Regions from separate parts of the Zea mays genome. Here region 2 is linked to region 1. The links are chromatin contacts, called in public Hi-C maps. All regions are on one chromosome and are shown on one strand. The core of a region is the stretch at or near the end of the contact, and the rest is flanking DNA. Distances in the headings are between cores, read along the strand shown.

Region 1 (3,151 bases), core at 475-2,974:
ACAGAGATTTTAGTGGATTAATAAAATAAATATGAATTAGGTTTTATTTTAGGCACTATTTATAGGTATAGTTTGTGTGGTATATAATTGTTCATGTAATGGTGAATGATACCCATGTAATGGTGTATGTTTATTTATATGGTGTATGTTTTCTTTTGTATGTACGATATGCGAATCGATATTAGAAGTCGACTGTGTGGTAGAAGATCCAAACACGTTCGAAGACGACCCGCAGGACACGTTCGAGCAAGGCAAGTGAATTCTCCCTCTGCATTTCTGTTTGTACCCAAGTAATGCATACAATAATGTTTACTTTTCGGATATTTGCATAATTTGATGGGATTTGCCTAAATAGGATTTCCTAGAAATACCAACCCTATTCCTTGATTACCTTGGGATAAATACTATGCTTAGCAATTTGTGCTATTGCTCAACTTGATAATTATGATGTCACTCTTTAATGATATTATTGTTCAGTAGATGAAATTTGTTTTATGATGTTAACCCGATGGTTAAACAAGATCATTTCATATTAAATGGAACATGGATTGACCACCCAGGATAACAGTGCAACCACGAGTGCTATAATAGCTTTGGCTTTGGTAATTAGGTCTATAGACTTAGTGCTTAGCAACCCCACCTAAAAGATGAGCAAGAGGGGGCGATAGTGGTTTGGTGGCAGCTCATGTTAACATGGGGTGGTAGTCTTGGCTAAGTTAACTCGCCCAGATGGCCATTAATACTGACGTGGAAACCTTAGCGGGTGGCTTTGTACTAAGAATATTTTGTGAAAACCTCATAATGGATCCCTAGTCATTCACCTCGACAATGTTTACGGGTCCGTGCAACCCAGGCTAGAGGGGATATATGGCTTGTGGGTAAAGTTGTACCACCTCTGCAGAGTGTAAAACTGATATGTCAGTTGTGCTCACAGTTAAGAGCAACCTGGACCCTCACATGATAATTGAATTTAAAGATGGAAAATAAATCGTGATCCGTTGATTTATAAATGGTTTGTTTAAGTGGTTTCACTTGAGTGTTTTTGATATAATCATATGCTTATGTTTAATTGAGATATTTTGGGATACACTTACAATTAGTAAGTCAGGCGTTGTTAATAAAATATGGATCAACGAAAATGCTTACCGCTTATCCATAGCCTACCTTGTTAAAAATGCATTACTCCTCCCACTTGCTGAGCCCCGACCATAAGTGAGCTAATCCCTTGCTAATATTTTGATCAGAGAGATGAAGAAGAGTTTACAAATAATGTTGACGAGTACTAAGTCTAACGAAGCGCGCAGTCATCTTCCTGTGGAAGACCGTCCATGTTTTATCTGTTGTACTTTGATGATGATACTATTTAAGACACTTATGTCTGTATGATGTAATAAAGTTACTCTACTCTCATTACGTCTTTATTGTATTGTCTTTTAATATATTACACTTGTAACGTCAACATATATGTAAAAATTGATCCTGACATATATATGTTATACATTCGGTTTTGCCTTCAAAATCGGGTGTGACAATGGAGTGCAGACGATACTAAGGCATGGCGGCGTATGAGGTCCGGAGGTGCATGTGGGCGGAGGTGCTGCACCACGACGTTCACGCTGTTGGGAGGCAGATTGAGCGTGCCATCTTTGATGAACTCGTCATCGAAGACCTTTTCGCATGCGCTGAAGCTAAAGTTAGTTAGCTAGCGGCCCAACTCGCACTTTAAAGGCCAGGCCCACCCACGAGCCCAAATTAGCCACCACATCCTACTGTACAACTGGCACGGGACACATGTCAAACCTTCAATTTGTTAATCATTTTTTCTTTCTTATTATGTATTCTTAAACATTAGTAGTCTCTTTTCTTCTTCTTCTCGGACTCTAAAAAATCAGACACCTCACCGCCTGAGCTCTTAAATTTGTTCAAATCATCTCCCTGTCAAGACTTAAAGCGGTTCCAAACTGGTTTTGCACTTTTTTTTGCCAAAATTGCTTCATAAATGTTTGCATCGTCTAAGAATGTCAATCGTATTCGATGATTAAAAAAACCATACAAACTAGAATTTAGACCACTAAACTCTCTTATATAAAGTCGGTAGCTAAAAATTGATACCATTTTAGAGGTGTTTTTTATGATATAAAATTTTATAAAAATTGATTAAAATCCTAGTACGATTACTATTTTTGGATGGCAAGACTATTTGATGAGGTTCTCAAATCATACTCCCTCCGTCCCAAATTATAACCCGTTTAACTTTTTTTTTCAAGTTTGACCAGCTTGTCCTATTCATTTTTTGTTGCGAAAGAATGAAAATTCAAAGCTACATTTAAAATACTATATGCTAAACAATATCACAGCACACACATGAAATCAGTTTGGAAGCACTCCTCTATTAGGAAGTAATTCACAAATCAGTTTCCATTAGGAATTAATTCACTCTGAACAGGGGAAGATGTGGTTAACAGGCCAGAGATCCTGAAAACATCTGTTCTGCCTAACGCCTAGGTAACAAAGCAACAAGCCTGCAGCATCTTACATCACTCGAGTCTCTTCTACTCTTCAGGATCAATCAATCTCCATTCAGGAGATACTCTCGAGCCATATGCTACCCACCCATTCACACATAAATACTAGTGGCGCACACAAACCTTGAATCAGCAGCAGCCCAGCCCTATTCTTTGTTCCGGGTCCCTCGGTCTTTCTTGTGTCCTCCCAGGATACGGGAGATCTGCAGACCTCTGCTGAACGCCTGGTTGAACAGCATCCTGGTCTGGAATTCCGACACGAACGGGAACCAGGCGAGGAAGGCGATGGGCGTGAACAGGAGAAGTCCCATCAGGATCTCGTAGCCCCGGGCAAGAGCCTTGATCGAGCCCCAGAGCCCAGTCTTGTGGATCACAGGCCGGATCGCTTGGGCAATCTGCAACACAGGTCAAAGATCACGTCGATCACCCACCAACCAAAAGGGACGACCAATACAAGAATGTATGTTCAGTTCAGCTACTGACCAGCAGCAAACCCCATCCAGTGGGCATGAAAGCAAGGATGCAAACAAATATGTCCAGCACCGTCATGCCAGGGATCGCTATTAGGATTACCACGATGGCTGTAAATGTTATAAATATCAGACCCTTGATCAACCGGAACACTA
Region 2 (2,887 bases), core at 164-2,663, 310 kb before region 1:
ATAACTCATCTGCAACTGCCTTTGCAGCTGGAAGGGGATCCTCCACAATGCTGTGGAGGTCAGCACAGCTTGCTTTGAGCGCATCCATCACCTTCTCAACAGCTGGTGTTGAAATTGGATTTGTGTTGCAGGTAGTTTTTTCAAGTTTGTCGAGAATCTCGCGCGTTTTTGCTTCCCCAGCTGTAAGTTTCATATCATATAATCAATTATAGGCTACGAAGTCCGCGACCTTGCGGACACCAGAATCATAGCAAATTAGAAAACATAAAACATCTAGCAGCTAACAATGCACATTTAGACCTAGAGCTGTCCCAAAGAGATGAAACTCAAAATGCTCTACAAGGATGCATAGAATTGCAAAATCAATAAGAAGCATAGATGCAGGCATACAAGAGGATCCTAAACTAACTGAAAGCATCATCAAAGATATGAACCCATTAAAATATTGCAGTGGTGCCATCAAAAGTATTCACAAGATTGAAATCATGTAGTTTGATATATGATAAACAAGAAACTAAAAGCAGCAAAATTAGCAAGGATGGAGTACAGTCAAAATATAAGGTCTGTTTGGGATAGCTTCAACCCATGGTTGCTTCATAGAGCCAAGATAAAATATGACCTCTAAATTCCTTCTCATTTTTACTATATCACAAAAATACAGAAAAGTCCCACTACACACTAGTTTCTTGATCACAACGCTGCTGCAAAATCCACCCAAAAAATGGGTCCTCACCCAAGATGCGCAAATTGGCACGCATGGCCTCATCTGCGGCACCCCATGTATCGACGGCCCCATCCCCGACGATCCGCATAGCCAACGCCTCGAGCCGCGACGGGCCAATCGCGGCCCATTCAGCAGCGAGGAGCTCCTGGACCCGCTCCTCCACGGCGGCCCGGTTGCCCCACAGGACCCTGAGGATGGTCTGAGAGGAGGACATCCCGACGGCAGCCTCGAACTGGTCTACTGTGGCGATGGCATCGTCGGATGCGAGCGCGGGGGAACTTCCGCCGTGGACCGCTTGGCGCGCGCGGCCGTCGGGGCGCGCGAAGAGAGCCCTGGCGACGGCGTCGAAGTCGGGCGCGGAGGCCGCGAGGAATGCCGCGACGGCGATGTGGGCGGCTGCGATGGGGGAGGCGCAGGCCGGGAGCGAGGCCAGGAGGTGGAGGGTTTCGAGAGAGGATTCGGATACGGGGTCGGTGGCGAGGCGGCGGAGAAGGACCCCGCGGCGGAGGCGCGGGGTCGGATCGGAGGGAGAGGGGATCCCAGCGATTAACGCGATGGTGACTGCGGTGGGGATCGAGGGATCGCCCAGGACGTGGTCCAGGATGAGGGTGGCGTGCGCCGGCGTCAGCCGCGGCATTTTGTGGGGCGCTTCGTGCGGACTGGAGAAGCAGCGGCGGGCTCAGTTTAGGGTTTTGGGGCCATGGGGTTCGGCGACGACGGAGGAGCGGAGAAGGCGAGAGGGCTGGTAATCGAGAGTGGTAGTGGTAGGCTGGGCTCGTCTCGCAGGGTGGCCTCTACAAGTGTACATTCCGGCCGCCCGCCCGCCCGACCCGACTCAAGCCCAAAAAGATCTGTATTATTTGAATTTCGGGTTAGCCTGACTCGTTTGAAATTCGGGCTATATCGGGCCAGCCCATAGGTCTAGCCCTCGTCCCGTGATCCAGCCCATAATTACTTAAATGTGTTGGACTCATTTCGAACGACCCGAAATTTACATTAGAGCCCGAAATTCAATTTTTGGTCCGAAATTCAGTTTTTGGCCCAAAATTCACATTAGAGCCCTAAATTCAAAAAAATAATAAAACAAATAAAAGATAAGACAAATAAATTTAAACAAAATCAAACTTAATATTTGTATTAAAGTTACCATAGCTATGCAATGACAACCTCGTTTATAAATCATTTTGTTAGAAGGAAAAAGAGTATAATCAGCTCTATACAAAGTTCATAAGTTCAGTTTATTGTCTAATATTCATAACAAAAGTAAAATTACATCACACACTCTAATTCAAAGCTACAAAAAACATCTAACTAACATTATCTCTAGCTTTGTGTTCTTTATCAAGTATATGAAAGTGTGGAATAAAGTGTGGTTTTAATAAATATATGGGCCTTTTCGTGCCTCTATATGGGCCATTTCGTGTCTGCCTTAAACGGGTCGTGCTCGTGCCCGCCCATGGGCCGTGACCTCGGCCCAAACCCGGCCCGATATAACGGGCCGTGCCAGCCCGACACTAAATTATTTCGGGTCGTGCCATACATGGGCCGTGCTTCGGGACGGCCCATCAGGCCCGGCTCAAATGTACACCTATAGTGGCCTCCATATGGTCTGATATTTTTTTGTATTTTAGCCATTTTTAAAAAAATACGTTTAGACCCATTAAGTTGTTTTTAGACCTTATGTTTGGCGCTATGATCGTAGCGCCGAGGCAACACATCTCATCGCCATAATCTATGACGCTGAGATAGTTGCTGCGGTGACAGACAGGGCTAACGGGACAACCCACGTGGCACCCTAGTTCAGCGCCACAGATCTTGACGTCGAGCTAAGATTTATATGCGAGCATCGTCTCCTTTCTCTATTGTCTCCTTTTCCTTTCTCTAACCGCCCTACCGCCGCTTCACGCCGCCAACCACGCTCCACCGGCGCCGCCCGCGCCACACCCGCTTGTGTCGCCTGCCCCGCTCTGTCCCGACCGAAGGCTTGATAGCCCTTGGTAGAAGGTAAGCAGAGCCCTTCCATGTTCAACTGAAGATTTGTAGAAAGCTAAAAAAATCTCAAAATGCCTTGAAAAATAAAATGAATAGGGAGATTTTATTTGTCACACCCATTTTTAGAAGGCAAACCGAATATGAACCATGTACGTGCCATGATAAGTAATT

Evidence for each region. A called contact is a pair of places that touch in the nucleus more often than the background predicts.
Region 2: a Hi-C map of tassel shows a contact between it and region 1, with 3 times the contacts expected there. The contact joins the promoter of LOC542591 here to the enhancer-like site in region 1. A contact is called at or near these places in 4 of 25 Hi-C or Micro-C datasets (ear, leaf and tassel).

The regions. Positions count from the first base shown.
Region 1 is chr6:91,811,429-91,814,579 of Zm-B73-REFERENCE-NAM-5.0, reverse strand. LOC100280338 reads right to left here. Exons shown (of 41, transcript NM_001362453.1): 40 at 3,009-3,151; 41 at 2,371-2,920. The coding sequence ends at 2,672. Among protein-coding and RNA genes, the nearest start is that of LOC100280338, 18 kb to the right of the region's middle. Within about 2 kb of position 1,724, at least 17 of the 20 cell types and tissues checked have an H3K27ac peak or open chromatin away from gene starts, as enhancers often do. A contact at or near this core is called in ear, leaf and tassel, where this site is marked.
Region 2 is chr6:92,122,285-92,125,171 of Zm-B73-REFERENCE-NAM-5.0, reverse strand. It overlaps LOC542591 (terminal acidic SANT 1), which reads right to left and starts at 1,413. Exons shown (of 5, transcript NM_001112127.1): 1 at 734-1,413; 2 at 1-180. The coding sequence starts at 1,361.